Linked DNA regions of Xenopus tropicalis: region 2 is linked to region 1. Evidence: chromatin contacts called from public Hi-C data. All regions are on one chromosome and are shown on one strand. The core of a region is the stretch at or near the end of the contact, and the rest is flanking DNA. Distances in the headings are between cores, read along the strand shown.

Evidence for each region. Hi-C and Micro-C count contacts between places; a contact is called where the count stands out from the background.
Region 2: a Hi-C map of liver shows a contact between it and region 1, with 3 times the contacts expected there. The contact joins two enhancer-like sites. A contact is called at or near these places in 2 of 5 Hi-C or Micro-C datasets (brain and liver).

What each region holds. Positions count from the first base shown.
Region 1 is chr4:96,050,827-96,054,116 of UCB_Xtro_10.0, reverse strand. All of the region lies in intron 2 of faf1 (FAS-associated factor 1), which reads left to right. Among named protein-coding and RNA genes, the nearest start is that of faf1, 16 kb to the left of the region's middle. Within about 2 kb of position 1,551, at least 5 of the 11 cell types and tissues checked have an H3K27ac peak or open chromatin away from gene starts, as enhancers often do. A contact at or near this core is called in liver, where this site is marked.
Region 2 is chr4:96,151,925-96,155,449 of UCB_Xtro_10.0, reverse strand. No RefSeq gene overlaps it. Among named protein-coding and RNA genes, the nearest start is that of rnf11, 19 kb to the left of the region's middle. Within about 2 kb of position 1,604, at least 2 of the 11 cell types and tissues checked have an H3K27ac peak or open chromatin away from gene starts, as enhancers often do. A contact at or near this core is called in liver, where this site is marked.

The sequences.
Region 1 (3,290 bases), core at 302-2,801:
GATGATGTAAGCATATAGGAAGTTCTCAATGTGTCAGGTTCAAAATAGGCCACTCCCTTCCTTTCAGAAAACTGATCAGAGAGACAAGAGACGGACTGACTGACGGGTATAAAAAGTAGATTTTATAGTGGCCTTTTTACTTATTATTATTTTTCGTATTTTCTGACACTCTGATAGCATTGTTAATGGTTTAAAAGATTTGAACATTGAAGGTGAACAATGCCTTTAACAAATGTAAAAATGGCACCACCCCACTATGTTACTAAGGATAATTAGTGCAAAAGCAGAATGAAAGATTATAATAAAAATAAACCTTTGACTTAGTTAAAAGAAACTATTCCACATGGCATTTTTGGGAGCAAAATAGAAACCTCATAGGTTAGCTTGGTTGCTCCTGGTGACAATCTGCTTTTTGTGAATAATTCAGTGCAGAATTTTTAACCTATGGGATTTCTATTTTGTTTCCACAAGTGCCACATGGAATAGCTTATTTGAATGCAGACTGTTAAAGGTTACTTTTCATTGTAATCTTTAATTCTGCTTTTTCCACAGTGGGTGGTGCTAAATTGTTTTTATTTTTTTTTCATTTTGATTTGGAACTGATTACACTATTATATTGACAAACAGAAGGGAACTGATGAACAAACCAGGCTAGATAATCAGGTAACTGATGTTATTAAGGACGATTCTTACTGAGAATCTTTTTGTATCTAAAACTATGTTTATGATACCAGCTCTTTAGAGCGGGGGGGTCTGAAAAATGTTGTTTTTAGGGAAAGCATTATGTCCCCTTTGCCTTTCCCCATCTGCCTGATTCAAGTGGGCACATCTTATAGTTAATGAAGCAGCTTCAAATTTCTGAGTATTACGGCATCATATAAAGTTGGTACTGAGGTATACAGTTCTGAAAGTTTACTGTTGTAATGCAAAAATTTGCTTCTTTTATTTTAAAAAGCTTGTATGAGATTTGTTGCTTTGATTTAGTGATTTTCTATTTTCAGGCACCAATGAGTTAGAAATTGGATAATAAATATGATTAGAGTGGTCCATAGACATCATGTAAATTCAAAGTACAGACCCCTCCAGCTGTTGTTGGACTAAACCACATACAAGTATAGCATCTTTATAGCCCCAAGGAAAAATGCATAAAAATAGATCTGGAGAAATATTAAATCTCAAGGACATTTCGAGATTCTGTGCCGCATATTTTTTTCTTGTGTCTGGCCTATAACACAGCTTTAGTTTGACCCACCCATATATTCATTTACAGAAGTCATGCCATTCACTCACACACAAAAACAACATACAGTAAAACTGCTGTGCCTTTTAGGAAATATATATATATAGCATGCAGAAAGAGCATAGAGCTTTTATGAAATGCTGGTGACCGTTGGTTGTTGAGCTCTGGTTTAAAAATGTTAGAAAGCCAAGTTCATGGTTATTTATTTATGAAAATAGTAGCTATTAGGGGATTGCAGAGCTGGGACTGGCTCCCTCCCTCCCTCCTTTCCACTGTTTTCCTTGCACAATCGCCAAGTAGAAAAATGCAGAGTCATCATTCAGGCAACAAGCGAATAGATTGCTCCACAGTGTAATGAAAACTGCTTTTATTTCTGCCTATAGAGAGCTCTTTGTGTCACAAACATGCGCTGAGCTCCAGCCTTCTGCACTGTTTAATAGTTTGACAGGATGCGGTCACTAAATGAATACAGTCATACATTTTCTGTGACGTGAGTTATCAGGTATAGAACTACATTAGATACGAGTACTTCAGCAGAGGAATTTAGACTGAGTGTGATCCTTTGGAAGATACATGAAGGTTTGTCTGTTATATACAGATCATGTGCTGCAGTAAGGTCTTCTGCCTTAAAGGAGACATATTTGATAAATGGTAAAAAAAACCTTATGTTGTAGGCAATTATGAATAATATATGGTGCTGGTTTAATTTGGGCTAAAAATTAATCCTGTCTGTAAAAATGGCCCCTTTATTGGAAATCCTGTTTGTGTCAGTGTTTCAAATGAAGAGTGGGCGTGTCCTAACAGTCCCTGCCAGAAGCACAGCAGGAGGGGGAGAGCCAATCCACAGCCTTGCATTCATACAAGCAAAGACAGGCTTCAGTTCCCTATCAGGTCAGCTTAGCTGCTGATTGGTTCCTAAAGAGGATCTGTTGCATCTTTGGCATGAGGGGTATTAATATACTTAATACCTTAGTGAATGTCTGCTACTGTGCTGTGACAGATGGCCTTAGTTGAATGTGTATGTGCAGATCTTGACTTGGGTGTCCACGCCTTAGAGGATGTTGCTATTGCATTCTTATTTTTTGTTCTGCAAGCTTCTTGTTTGGGCTTTTAACTGCCCTTTGGTAGCAAGGTCTTAATTACCCTATTTACCAGGCAATAATTACAGTTTATCTATTTTTTTTGGTTGCCATGATCAGTGATCCTGACAACCATATAGCATTTTCTTCTTTTTTTAATAAATTCAAGGTTATTGGACACAGTGAATCTGAAAACCGTACACAAATTAGGTTGATAATACATTTTCAGTTGCATTCTAGTGTGGTATCTGGGTTATTTTCAGATCGGGATCCCCACCACCATGCCACCTGGTAATATAGGAGGACATCTTGGTGTTGCAGGCCCTCCTCTGTTAACTGGTAGTTGTAGTTTGGCAGCGCTGATTCTAGGTTGAGATGAGCCCCAGTACAGTTAAGATGAAAGGGGCTGAATTTTGAGAAACTTGTGAAGGGATTTTAACAGGGCTTTGCCGGAAAATATAGTGAATGTTCTTAGGATAAGAGCTTAATGCATCTGCTTAGGATCTAAGCTTAATGCATCTGCTTAGGATCTAAGGTAGCCTACTCTTAGCTTTAACTTTGTTTTCTAGCACATTCAATACAGGAGAGACATTAAAGGACAGGTAAAGCCTACATTTGCCTACAATGTATATCAGTTGGGCACGCCTCCCCCACCCAAATGGCATTATTTATACTGCATATATCCCCTCTACTTTCCAGCACCATCACCTCCACTTTCCAGCACCATCACATTTTCCTAAACCAAGTAGCAGCTTTCACCTGGTGGCCATTTTTCTCTGATAATTGGATACATTTAAATCTGCAAACAGCATACACACACACACAGACCCTTATTCAGCATACATTTCATCAAGAATACAGGCTCACACAGGCAGAACTGTCTTTGATAAAAGTTCTGCTTTGTTTGAGCTGAGCTCAGGAGAGTTGGTGGGGAGAAAAAAAACTGAAGCAGACAGCTAGAGCTGAGTTTC
Region 2 (3,525 bases), core at 355-2,854, 100 kb before region 1:
ACATTATTGGTCATAAAAAAACAGGACAGGACGGAGCGGGCATAGACTAGACAGGATGGGATGGATCAGGCATAGACTAGACATGACAGGACGGGAACAGAGCGTCCTGTCTAGTGTACGCCAGCTCTGTCCCATCCTGTCTAGTCTACGGCCGATCCGTCCTGTCTAGTCTACACCCGCTCCACCCTGTCTAGTCTACGCCTGCTCCGTCCCATCCTGTCTAGTCTATGCCCGCCCCGTCCCATCCTGTCTAGTCTACGCCCGCTCCGTCCCATCCTGTCTAGTCTACGCCTGCTCCGTCCCATCCTGTCTAGTCTACGCCCACTCCTTCCCGTCCTGTCTAGTCTACTCCTGCTCCGTCCCATCCTGTCTAGTCTACGCCTGCTCCGTCCAGTCTAGTCTACACCCGCTCCATCCCGCCTGCCTTGTCTATGCCCGCTCCATCCCGTCCTGTCTAGTCTACGCCCGCTCCGTCCCGTCCTGTCTAGTCTATGCTCGCTCCAGCCTCTCTATGCCTGCTCCGTCCTGTAACAGCCCCTGCCTCAAGGACTCACCTTCCCATCTCCTACTCGTAACAGAATTTTCAGACCAAAGTGCTTAATGTAAACCAATGTTCAGGCACCGTGAATATGTATGTATGTATATCTTTATTATAAAGCGCTACTTATGTACGCAGCGCTGTACAGTAGAATAGATTAATAGTACAGTAGAATAGATTAAAATAAGGAGGGCTGGGCTTAAATAGGGCAGAGTCAGCCCTGATTGGCTGACCCCACCTAGCCAATAAGGCTGCTGGGGTGATGTTACCAAGCCCAGGACACAGGTGAAAGGAAACACAAGGCAATAACCTCTTGCTGGCTGCTCTCCTGGCTCAGTGGTTGGGGAGAGCAGCCAACAACCAGGAGGTCTTGGGATCAAACCCCAGCAGATCCTAACAACAGGATTTCTTGTCTCTGTTTTTATAAACATGTTCTTTGGTATCAGACTTCCTCTCTCAGAAAAACCCTAAATTCCCTGGGCCAGAGTCTGCACAGCTCTCTACTCTTTCCCCTCTCCTGCTCCCCCTTCCCATAAGAATGCTAAGAACACCCTCCCTCCTCCCTTAGGAATGTGTGATCTGAGCTATAACAGCTAGACTGCAAACAGGAAGCTATTTAAAATGGCAGCTGCTGTGCAAACTGAGAAAGCTTCCAGGGCTCTTTACTCAGGTATGGTAATGCTTTCGGCAGAATAAATATATTGTTCTAGGTGGCACTAATGTGGTGAATCTATTGGCAGTAAAATGCCAAAATGACTTTCCTTCTCCTTTAATAAGATCATATGTGGATGAAAATGCTAAACCAGCTTACTGTAGAATGTGCATGTGGATAGAATGCCCTTTCTTCAGTAACTTGTGTGGTTGGAATGGCTGTACAAAGACAGTAGGCATGTGGCCTAAATTATATTTTTGCCATGTTTAAACTGAAACATATATGTTTTGATTCAAAATTATTGCTGATAATGTTTGCTCATTATTTTGTAGTCAGTGATACATTCCACAAAAGATAATGTGCAGAGAGTCAATACACAGTACTTAAAGGAAGTCATTTGGAACCAGTGTGGTATCCTGAGGGATGTACCTGTCACCAGACCGCAATATGATTTATGGGGTAATACACAAGCACCAGCTTTTATTGCAGTTTTAGAAAACCACAGGAAATGCTATTTGCTCATAGTACCAGCAGTTACGTATTGCCATGATGGCAGGCAATATTTTGGCTGCAGTTCGGGACCACTCAAACTATAATCTGTTTCTTTCAGCAGATAAAATTGCTACAGCAATACAGGCTTTTGGCTTTTGGCAACTGTGCTGTCTGAGCCAACCATGTGGTCCTTGAACCTTGTTGAAGAAAAGGTAAGCCGAAGGGTGAAGGAGGCATTATTGGGCAGTCACATCAGGTGGCACATTGTGCAGTATTGTCCCAGCAATCAATCAGGGGTGTAATTGAAAAGGAATCAGACCTTGTGACTGCTGGTGGCCCCAAGAGTTGTAGGAGGCCCAGTTACACATTAATAAAATTTCAAAATATGTTTACCAAAATGCCTTTTTCCTAAAGAGTAGAAAATGTATTAATAAAATTTAAATAATCGTGCAGCCTAGCAACTTCAACTTATGCCACTGACTTCAACTTCATTCCCAGCATCATTCAGTCTTCTGGGGTGTATTGCATCTGTAACTGTGCAATTAACAGATGTTTATAATAAGCCTTCTCTTAAGTAGGCTCAGGGACTGGCCTTATGCTGTACTTATTCTGTACTTTTACATAATGTCGCTCTTCATGCTATTTACACTTGGAAACCTTCCGAGTGGAAAGCAAAACACATAGAAATACATTTTTTTTAAAAATGACCAATTGATGGGTGTGCACTCCCATGAAGTACATGCTGCCAAGATGGCAATATTGTTATTTGTACTGTTTTATATGTAACATTCACTGACCGACGGAAAATCTCTAAACCCAAACCCTCTCTTCTTATATATATATATGAACTTTCTGTACACAGATACATAGCACAGACTCACAACCACACCAATATTCCAATGTCACCTGTGGTAAAGTATCAGAAATGGCATTACAACTTTTCGGTGTGTGAGCTTCAAAAGACAGGATAGCATGAACACTTTATTGGAAAGGGCTGTGCAACTGTGGCTGAGCATGGAGCTTTGATGTGGTCACCCTGAGCATGACTGTTAGTTCTAATGTAAGGCACTCATTGTACTGCTATAGCACAGCTGCTCTGCAGCCACAGCACACCTGCACTGCTCTCAGCTTGCACTTTCCTTATAGGACTTTTTTTTAAGCTGCTAGGTTCTGGCGTACAACAGAGGTTCTACAGTGAACAAGAAGTGCTAGCTCAAAATGAACAAAACCAAAAATTCACTCTGTTCTCTATGTGAATATTTGTGTGTTTATATATTAAACATGTATATTAAGCCAGGTTAGAGTTGAAACTGCCACCAGTTGCATCGGTACTGATATAGTTGTATTAGAGGTGCCACTGTGCCTCCAATGGGTGTGTGTCTTAAATGACAATGACTACTAGGGATGTAGCGAACCTCAAAAAAAAAGTTCGCGAACCTGTTCGCGAACTTCCGCCGAAAATTGCGAATATTCGCGAACTTTGCGAACCCCATAGGGAAGGCGAACTTTAAAACCTAGAAAAGCCATTTCTGGCCAGAAAACTGATTTTAAAGTTGTTTAAAGGGTGCCACGACCTGGACAGTGGCATGCAGGAGGGGGATCAAGGGCAAAAACCTCTGAAAAATTGACACACGCCGTTTTTCGAAATGATCGGTAATTTTGCGACTTTTTCGTATTTTCCGGCGCTTTCGTAAAGTTATCGTAGGTTTTGCGACTTTTTCGGAGCATTCGTAACGTTATCGTAAGTTTTGCGACTTTTTCGGATCATTCGTAATGTTATCGTAAGTTTTGCGACTTTTTCGGATCATTCGTAACGTTATCGTAAGTTTTGCGACTTTTTCGG